2 separate regions of the Rattus norvegicus genome follow, and region 2 is linked to region 1. A link is a contact called in public Hi-C data. All regions are on one chromosome and are shown on one strand. Each heading gives the region's core, a stretch centred on a gene start, on an enhancer-like site or on the middle of the called end of the contact. The rest is flanking DNA. Distances are from core to core; before and after follow the strand shown. Region 1 holds the start of Nrp2 (neuropilin 2). Region 2 has its middle 140 kb from the start of Ino80d.

Evidence for each region. A called contact is a pair of places that touch in the nucleus more often than the background predicts.
Region 2: a Hi-C map of frontal cortex shows a contact between it and region 1, with 1.8 times the contacts expected there. The contact joins the enhancer-like site here to the promoter of Nrp2 in region 1. A contact is called at or near these places in 2 of 12 Hi-C or Micro-C datasets (frontal cortex and hepatocytes).

The regions. Positions count from the first base shown.
Region 1 is chr9:71,614,516-71,618,880 of GRCr8, forward strand. It overlaps Nrp2 (neuropilin 2), which reads left to right and starts at 2,739. Exons shown (of 17, transcript NM_030869.4): 1 at 2,739-3,092. The coding sequence starts at 3,020.
Region 2 is chr9:71,843,959-71,848,598 of GRCr8, forward strand. No RefSeq gene overlaps it. Among named protein-coding and RNA genes, the nearest start is that of Ino80d, 140 kb to the right of the region's middle. Within about 2 kb of position 1,388, at least 18 of the 93 cell types and tissues checked have an H3K27ac peak or open chromatin away from gene starts, as enhancers often do.

The sequences.
Region 1 (4,365 bases), core at 1,489-3,988:
AAGTTCTGCAAGACAGAGACAGAGACTCCCAAGAAGCAAGTTGGCGCCCCCTTTAGAACACCTCTGAAAGAATGAAGTTCATGATGCCGGAAGCAGAATCCAGGAACAGAACACTGGATCTTACTGTGGCTTTTCCCAGAAGCAAGGAGAACCCAGGAAGTAGCCAGATGGGGACCCTCAAGTCTGAGGCCCCAGGCCCAGCAGTTCCGGGTTGTCATCCTTAGGGTTTCCCAATGGGCTTTGGGTTTCCTTCTCACTCTCTCCTGTCTTCTCTCTGTCCTCGCCTAAACCCTGTCTGTAGTGTACTCAGAAAGCTGCTGTGTCTAGCTCTAGTCCAAATTGGAACGGTTTGGTAGCCTGAAGAGCAGTGGGGTTGTGAAACTAAGTAACTCTTTCCTTGCAGGCCCTGCTAATGCAGATAGCGCTGTTTGTCCTTGGATTAGTGTTTTCTTAACAACACAAACCAGGATTTGAGTTTAAGGCCCAAAATCCAGACTTCCCCTCTTCCTTCATCAAATATTTGGGACTGGGAGATCATTCTTTACTATTGGACGTTAAGACAATTGTAACACTGGAGCTTTAGTGATAGCGGTTTTCTCTTAAGCCTAGGAACAGAAAAAAAAAAAACAAAAAAACAGGGAAGGGTAAGGAAGGATAAAGGAAATCAAAACTAGCCCCTAAGAGTTTTTGAGGTGGTGTGTGTGTGTGCGCGCGCGTGTGTGTGTGTGTGTGTGTGTGTTGCCCTCTGGAAGAACTCAGGGGGCCTCTGACTCCTGACCTTTTCAGCCAAGCAGTAAGATTAACCACGTGACATCCAGCCTCTGGACTTCCACTGTAAAACCCCTCTATGTCTTCATTTAACTAGTTGCAAATCACTTCTGATTCAATTTTGTTTGGGTTTATCTCCATGTAAATAACAGTTAAGTGAGAGTTACAGATTTTTTTTCCAAACACTGACTGTGATAAACAAAGCTAATGGCAAGTCCAGATAAGAAAAGAAACGACCCAGAACCCATAAGTCCACTCCAAGGGAAAAAAAAATGGATAGTTAGATGTGCATGTCCTTTGTCACCCAAACTTGTTTCTTAATCTGCAGACTGCTAGGAGAGGGATTGAAAAGTTTGCCAGGCGTGTTGTATTGAATCTTGATCATGGTAAAGCAACGGTGCCTGGTGAATATGACAGCTGGGGATCATCCAACCACCCTCAGAAACAAAGATACAAGTGTTCCCGGGACTGTTAGCTTACAGCACCTTGAAACAGTTTTCATGTCTCCACTTAAAAATAGGTAGCATAATGCTATTCTCTTTCTGTCAACATTGTGACCACTTTCCTTGAGGAAACATGAACAGAAGTAGTTACAGTAGCATTCCAAGAGGCCTTCCTGTACCTGTACTATGTGCGGAAGCTTGAAGGTGTATTGGGTGGCCAGGGGACAATTTAATTGCCTGGGGAAATTCTTTATTCAATAAAATCGTTCCTCGTTTAAAGATAGTTATAAGTTAAGGGCGCAGGTTGAAGTAAATCCTAACCCAGACCACAGAGGAGCCTGTTCCGGACACAACAAAGGATCTGAGAAGTAAACCCAAGAAACACTAGAGGTTTGCTTCAAGGAAAGCTAAGGTTGCCTGTGTGTGTGTCGCCGCCACGCATTGCTGCCTCTGAGAACACAGGGCTGAGCCCTTGACTGGCTCCCTACGCCAAACACAGTCCGCCACCCAACTCCCGTAACGCCATGGCAGGTGGCATTGTGTTGGATTCTGAGTGTGTGGCTTCCGAGTCTCGGAATTTGGTGGGGAACAAGAATTTCCCGGGCTCCTCGGAGTTTCCCTGCGGCAAGAGCAGCGCGCCCTGAAGGGAGGGCGCTCCTTGCTCCGGGTGTGACAGACACACCCGCAGCCCGGCATGGAGCTGCGCGGGGCAGGAGGGAGGTGCGGACTGGGATAGGGGCGGCAGGGTGGTGTGGCACCTTAACTTTGATCGCGCGGTCGCAGGGTTGAGAGCCACCGCCGCCCCGCCCGAGCTGGGTGCCGCGGTCTTCGGCTCTGCGCCGCGCGTCTCCGCGGCTGCCTCTTTAATCAGGAACACAGAAGGGGCGGGCCCTGAGCGGGCGCGTAATCGGATCGCTCTGCCGCGGCTCTGACATCCACATGCTGCTCGGCCTGAAAAGGCGAGGGGGGAGCCGGAGGGGAGACAGAGGAGGCGAGCGAGGCACCAGCCCGCAGCCCGCCCCCGGCACATCCTCAGAAGCACAGACACTCGGCCCGGCGCTGGGCGAGGTGGAGGTGAGGGCGGGCGCCAGCGAACTCGGAGAGCCGCTCGCACACTCGCGGGCGATCTCAGCCGCCGCCGCCGCCGCCGCACCCGCAGCAGCACCAGCAGCACCGGCCACAGCAGCTTCCTGCCTCGCTCTCCCCTCCAGAGACTGGCCAAGCGGGTGTAGCCGCTGGGGAAGGCTCCCGCTTAGGGGAACCCGGAGAAGACTAAGAGCCGGGCGCCTGACTGCCTACCACTCCGCCTGTCCAGCGGTCGGTACCTCTGCCCGCGTGTGTCCTGGGTGCCGGCAGACCTGTGTCAGTTTGCGCTTCTGAGATCACACAGCTGCTTAGGGGCCGTGTGATGCCCAGGGCAATTCTTGGCTTTGGTTATTATTATTATTACTATTATTTTGCGCTTAGCTTTCGGGAAACCCTCGTGATGTTGTAGGATAAAGGAAATGACACTTTGAGGAACTGAAGAGACCATACACGCGTTTGGGTTTGAAGAGGAAACTGGTCTCCGCTTCCCCAGCTTGCTCCCTCTTTGCTGATTTCAGGGGCTATCTCTTAGTGAGGTGGAGATATTCCAGCAAGAATAAAGGTGAAGGCAGACGGACCTCCAGGACGCAGGAGGAAAACGCTGATCATTAGAGACCTTTGCAGAAGACACCACAAGGAAGAAAATTAGAGAGGAAAAACACAAAGACATAATTATACGAGATCCCACCAACCTAGCCCTGGAGAGAGCCTCTCTGTCAAAAATGGATATGTTTCCTCTCACCTGGATTTTCTTAGCTCTGTACTTTTCGGGACACAAAGTGAGAAGCCAGCAAGGTAAGCCCTTCAAAGTTTTTCTATTCATTTTTACATGGTTCCCCCTTTAAGGGCGACTGCTAATGCGGAGAAGCCACTCAGAACCGCTCAGGAGGAGGCTCCCTCAATACTCAATAATTTAAAGGGAGATCTCCGTGGCCTTCTTTATACCACCAGGGCTGCTAAACCCAACTTTTCTCTCTTGCTAAGGGAGTGTGTGTGTGTGTGTGTGTGTGTGTGTGTGTGTGTGTGTGTGTGTGTGTTTTGTAACAGAATTTGGCGGTGTTCAGATGTCACATATGGACTGAATCAAAGGTTTAAAAATACTACAAAGCCTTTGCATTACAGTTTTGGGGATTTTTTTTCCTCCCTGTCTTGAAGCAGAACACATCTCCCTTGAGTTTCCTCAACCTAGCCAGTGAAATATAAATCACTTACATTCCCTCTGCTTAGCTACATTGAGCAATGTTAGCTGAAGGGCTTGGGAAAAAAAGCTAGAGTCTAGCTTTGCTTTTCAGATGTGTGGATTCTTTGCAGAATGGGAGGATACATCTCAGAACTGTAGGGTTGAAGCTAGTGGAGCGAGCCAGCTTGTGGCTGAAATGGAAGCTTTCCCGTGGGCAGTTGATAGTCCCCGCTCTCTCGTGAATCTGTGTGTTTTCTGGGAAAGCAAATCATGTTCTTTAAATTTTTTTTCTTAAAAGATAAAACAAACTGCATGACCCTCGACAGTCTCCTCATGTGAAGTGGTTAGAAAGTTTTGAGTGGAATTTGTTCTCAAACACTGCCAAAAAGGGTGTGTGGACACAGGCTGCAGAGATAAGCACAGCAGGGCCTAGGAGAGGCCAGGGCCAGCTCTTGTGGAGTGCGACAGGGGATACTTCTCTGAAAACAGGTCTCTGGGAATGCGGTTCTTCCACTCTGGAACTGCTTCTGGGGGTGTTTCCCTCCGCTCTAAGACAGTGTCTGGAACCTGAAAAAACTCTTAGCGTTTGCTCCTACAGGTGACTGGGATGGGAAACCATCTACCAAGGAAATGGGGGATAAGAGAAGGAGGGAGGAAAGATAGAGACAAAAACTCTATTACCTCGAGGCACTTGGCGGAGACAGCCAGCCGCGGTGGTGGGTCTCCTTCCTCACAGCCACCCTGGCGCTCCGCACCGTGCTTAGCGGGTCCTGAGGAGAAAGCTTAGCGGCTACCAAGCTTCTTGTTCCTTCCCCAACACACACCTACACCCATTTTACGTGGGACATATATGGGTTTTATTTTTTGCCATCTTTGGGGATTTGGCAG
Region 2 (4,640 bases), core at 138-2,637, 230 kb after region 1:
TCTCAGTCCAGGACAGGCTGAAGCAGTGGCTCGTGACTGGACATGCTACGGAAACCTTGCTAAACCACACAACTGCACCTGGAGCCAGTTGCACATGGCCACACACTGGGTGTGGCCCCACTCCCTCTATTGGAGCCACAAGAGAAGCAGGCATACATAAATCATCACCAAGCATTTGCAAACCACCAGGCTGGAGATTTACTTCCTGTCAGTCAATATAAAGGTAGAAGTCTGGGGCAGGGCCCTTAGAGTCAGAGAACTGGGGGGCCACTGCTGGGGAGGGATACATTGAAAATCTGTCTCTCACTCTGATTACCCCCAAAACGGAGCTCCATCAGCATCTGCCATATGAACCAAGGTCAAGGATGAGATCTCCAAAAGGGAACTCAACACCCAGATATTGATCCTGAGGTCACGATAAAATTGCCCCATTTGCATCAGCATGGAGGGGCTCCCAGTGAAGCCTTGAATGATGTCGCCCCATTCCGTTGGCCTCCGAAAAGAGAGTGTGAAATGACTTCCTTTGATCAGCAGGGACAGAATCTAACTGAACCACGAGGAAACAGGAATTCATACATTCACAAAATACCTATATCATGACTCCTCTGTGTGCACTATGATGTAGCTGCAGAGACAAAACCAGATCCCCTTCTCAAAAAACCAGCTGAGTGGCATCCCAGCCTTATTCGAGGAGCAGTCCGCTACGCTTCCTCGACTCAATCAGTTTCATGTAGCAAGTCAGTGACCGCAGAGGGGCTCCAGCAGGCTGTGTTGGAGCCAAACCACTTGCCTCTCCCCTGTATGTTTCTCAATGAGTTGTAACTCTTCAAGTTGCTCTCTCAGGCTCAGGATGCAGGGCCCACTCCTCCCTAACAAAAGGAAAGTGTTAGAGAGTACCACATGTACCCAAAAGCAGGTGTCAGCTGTCTGTGACCAGAGGCACCAAACAAAAGACTCCAGCAATTTTTTTAATTATGTAAATGATGAAAGCTGTTTCTTGCTATTTTCTTTCCATCAGAACTCTTGGAGCATCCGCGGCTTTGATGAATGAGGCCATATCCAAAAATGGTATTCGTGTTACCCAATAAAGACACCACAGGATTGTTCCAGGCTCAATTTTGGCAACTTGCTCAATATTCAAGCTGGGATTTTTTTTTTTAATTTATTTTTTTCCCCTTGTATCTTATCGACCAGGTACAAAGGGATGTTGTTTAAATGAGAAAATCTCTTCCTTTGCTTACTGTTCTAAACTCAGTGGGTTCTCTTTGCAGCCAGGTGAGGGGAAAGTTGCAATTTCAATGCAGAAAGCCCTTCTGAATGCCTGCGGCCTGGGAGGTATAATGAACAAGGCTCAGTCTTGGATCACTTCCCAGACCCACAACGCGAGAACGCTGTGGTGTCTAAACAGAAGTCCCTGGCTTTCTTTCAGTCCCAAGTCTTATTAGGCTTGATGCTTCTTTATTATGTTTTGTTCTGCATCTCTAAATCCCCTTCTGAAGCATAATGCTGCAAACATGGGGTCTGCGTGCCCAAGAGCATTGTCCCTGGGTCGCCATGGTAACTCAAGCACATCCACCAAGCACTTTCCTTGCCTGCGCTCTGAGCTTGCACCTTGCGCACACCCAACCCGTATTCCCCACCCCCCACCCCAGGGAGCTGGGGCTGAGGGGGTTTACAAGCACAAGCCAGGAGAGCCAAAGGGGAAGTATGACTGTGTGTTATCGACTTTTTTAAAATACCTTGAATACACGTTCAGTTTCTACTCATTACGGCTTCACCTGTGCCGAGAGAGGAGCTGTCGGCACTTGATGAACAGCCTGAGAGGCTGTTAGGTTTCTCTTTGGTGCTGGTGGGTTACAAATGCCAATATGTGGCTTTCCTAATGATAGGACTTTATACTTTATAGCATCTTTCATCAGGGAACCTCAAAGCATCCCTCATTAGGTTCCATAGCCCCCCGAGAAGGAGGTGGGTAGGTGAAGTAGGTCCCCCACATAGCAAGCCCAAGGCAAGAAGGGGCCTCCAGCTACCTGCCTAGACATAAACAGGACCCAGCCCCACACACAGGGCATGGGAGCCTGTGTCTGAGGGAGCTGTTCCAGTGGTTTAATTATACCACAGTTGAGCCCGTCATTTGCATTTTTAATTCTACTCATTAAACTGACTGTTTCTGTCAAGGGAGACTTGTTTCCACACATCTCAACGGCCCAAATGCCTGTAGCCGGCCTTGTTCTGCAGTAACCAAGCACGCGGACATAAAAGCCAGGGGCACATTCCCTTGGTCCTACATCACAGTGCAGGTAACCTCCCTTAGCAGAATGGCATCGGGTCTGAGGCAACCAGGAAGTGCCAGACTCTTTGGTAAACGCAAGGTATCTAAAATAGTCCTCACGCCCAGAACTTCGGTGCTAAAAACAGGTGGTGCCCTGTATACAGAAAGGCGTGCTGTTCACAGATGTAGAGAGGGAGCCTCGGAGAAATTTCATTAATCCGGAGTAGACAGCTAGGCAAGGGTAGAGGGAATCGAGGCCATTTCCACATGGCTCCTACAAAGCCTTACCCTGTAGGTCAGCAGCACAAGGCCCACGTGAACTGGGATTATCTCTACTTCATTTCCAGTTGGGACCCAGAAAAAATAAGCAAGGGATGCAGAGAGCCATCTGAGTGCCCACAGCAAGTGAGGCTCCACGCCAGGGCCTGGGTCTCGCAGTGTCCTTTAATCTAGGAAAGTTTCCCTGATCTCAGGGACCAGCTCCTCTTTCTGAGCCACCTATCAACTTCTTCTGTCACACGCCTTTCATTTAACTTAGTTTATATTTGTTTGTTTAGCTCTCTATCGGGGTTGGGGGTACTTGTGGAGGTCTGACAGAAGCTGGCTCTCACTTCCCAGCATATGGGGGTCGAAGAATCAAGCTTAGACCCTCAGGCTTGGTGGGGAGTGCCTTCGCGCCCTCAGCACCATTTCAGTTCCCTTGGTTTCACTCCACCTCCGCCTTGTTCATTAGAGCAGCCACAGAGATTTGAACTAGTCTCGCTTGCTGCACAACTTCCCTCCCACCAAGGCAAGGTTGGGACTTCTGTTTTGTTTTACCACTCTTCTCCCAGGGCCTGCATAGATACCTGGTACTTAAGGAAATGCTCAGTAAATGTTTATTGATGTGATAAATGTGGACTGAGAGAATGGAAGAGAAAGGGCTAAGAAGTTGTGAAAAACCGAAAGCATTTATTTCAAAACTAGAAGTGTTGAATGCTGTCCTATCACGCAGACTCACCAGGGCCAGTGCTAAAGCATAGCCTCCTTAGATCGGAGCAACCGTTCAGAGACAGTATCTGTGTACAAAACACGTCTATACAACGTATCATTATCTTTCTGGTTCCAAGTGATCCCACGGTTGGTGTTCCCAGTGTTTGTTCTCAGCCTCTGGGGCTTTATTAATGTAATTATAGGCAGAAGTTACCAGTGGGTAGATAATTGGGTGAGTAGTATTATCCACACACAACAAACCACTGAAAGGCAAGAGCCCGGGCTCACCCAATGAATCAAGCGGTCTTCTTGGTCCATTTGATAGCATCGGAAGTGGAGGCTTTAAGCTTAAAGGATCTCCTATGAGATGTTTACATGGCTAGTATCCAGAGAGATCGGAGGAATTTTGTAAGCAACTCTGTATATTGTTTTTACAAGTGAAGAGAAGTCAGTGTGGAGTAGGAGTGGGGGTCTGGAAAGATGCTCATCAGTGAGAGCATCTGCTATTCTTCCAGAGGGCCTGGCTTCCTTCCCACTCCCACAATGGGCGGCTCACACTTTTGCTCCAGTTCCAGAGGATCAAATGCCCTCTTCTGGCCTCCATGTGCACCTGAATGTACATTGTACACATGCATACACCCAGATACACACACATACAAATAAATAAGTAAATAAATAAATCGATTAAGAAAAGTCAGTTTCGGCGTTATGTAAGTTAAGCTGATCTCAGAACATATAGTCAAAGAGACTTACTCCACTTTCAAGCAGTGAGCTCTGGTTTCCAAGGAGAAACCTCCCTTAAGGGACATGTCACACAGTGTCATCCAAAAGAACACAGGTACAGCAGTGTTCCCAGGTATCCTCTTGGGATCCTTCTACTGTTTCACATGGGAAGAACTGTCTTGTAAACACCCTTCACCAATATCATCCTCGACTATAAAAAGACAAAAGAAAAACAGGAGTGTGGGGAGGGGGGCCAAAGGCATATTATCTCCATGCCTGGGAGGTGGGAAGCATTCACAGTATTCACCTCTGTCCCTTCTGCCTTGGCTATGTCCCCCACAGCCTGTCAATTCCCCTCAGGGTTTCAATCTGTATCTGCTTTTCTCCTCTTGCCCTGGTGGTGCAAACACTCAGGTGATTGACAGCTCACCAGTGCTCTTGCAGCACCGGCTCCGCCATCTTTACTGGAGAAGAGCAATTCCAGATCCACAGAAAGGCTCCCAGCTGCCATCCTAGCAAAGAGCAGTGCCATGCAGCCCCGGAGACAGAGACGCCTTCCCACCCTTCCTTTGCCTTCTGTCAAGAGTCTGTGGACCTCTGAACCTCAGATCTCTCAACTTGCCATTAGCATGACAATTCTCCCAAACATATCTGCTCCAACTCTAAAGATCAG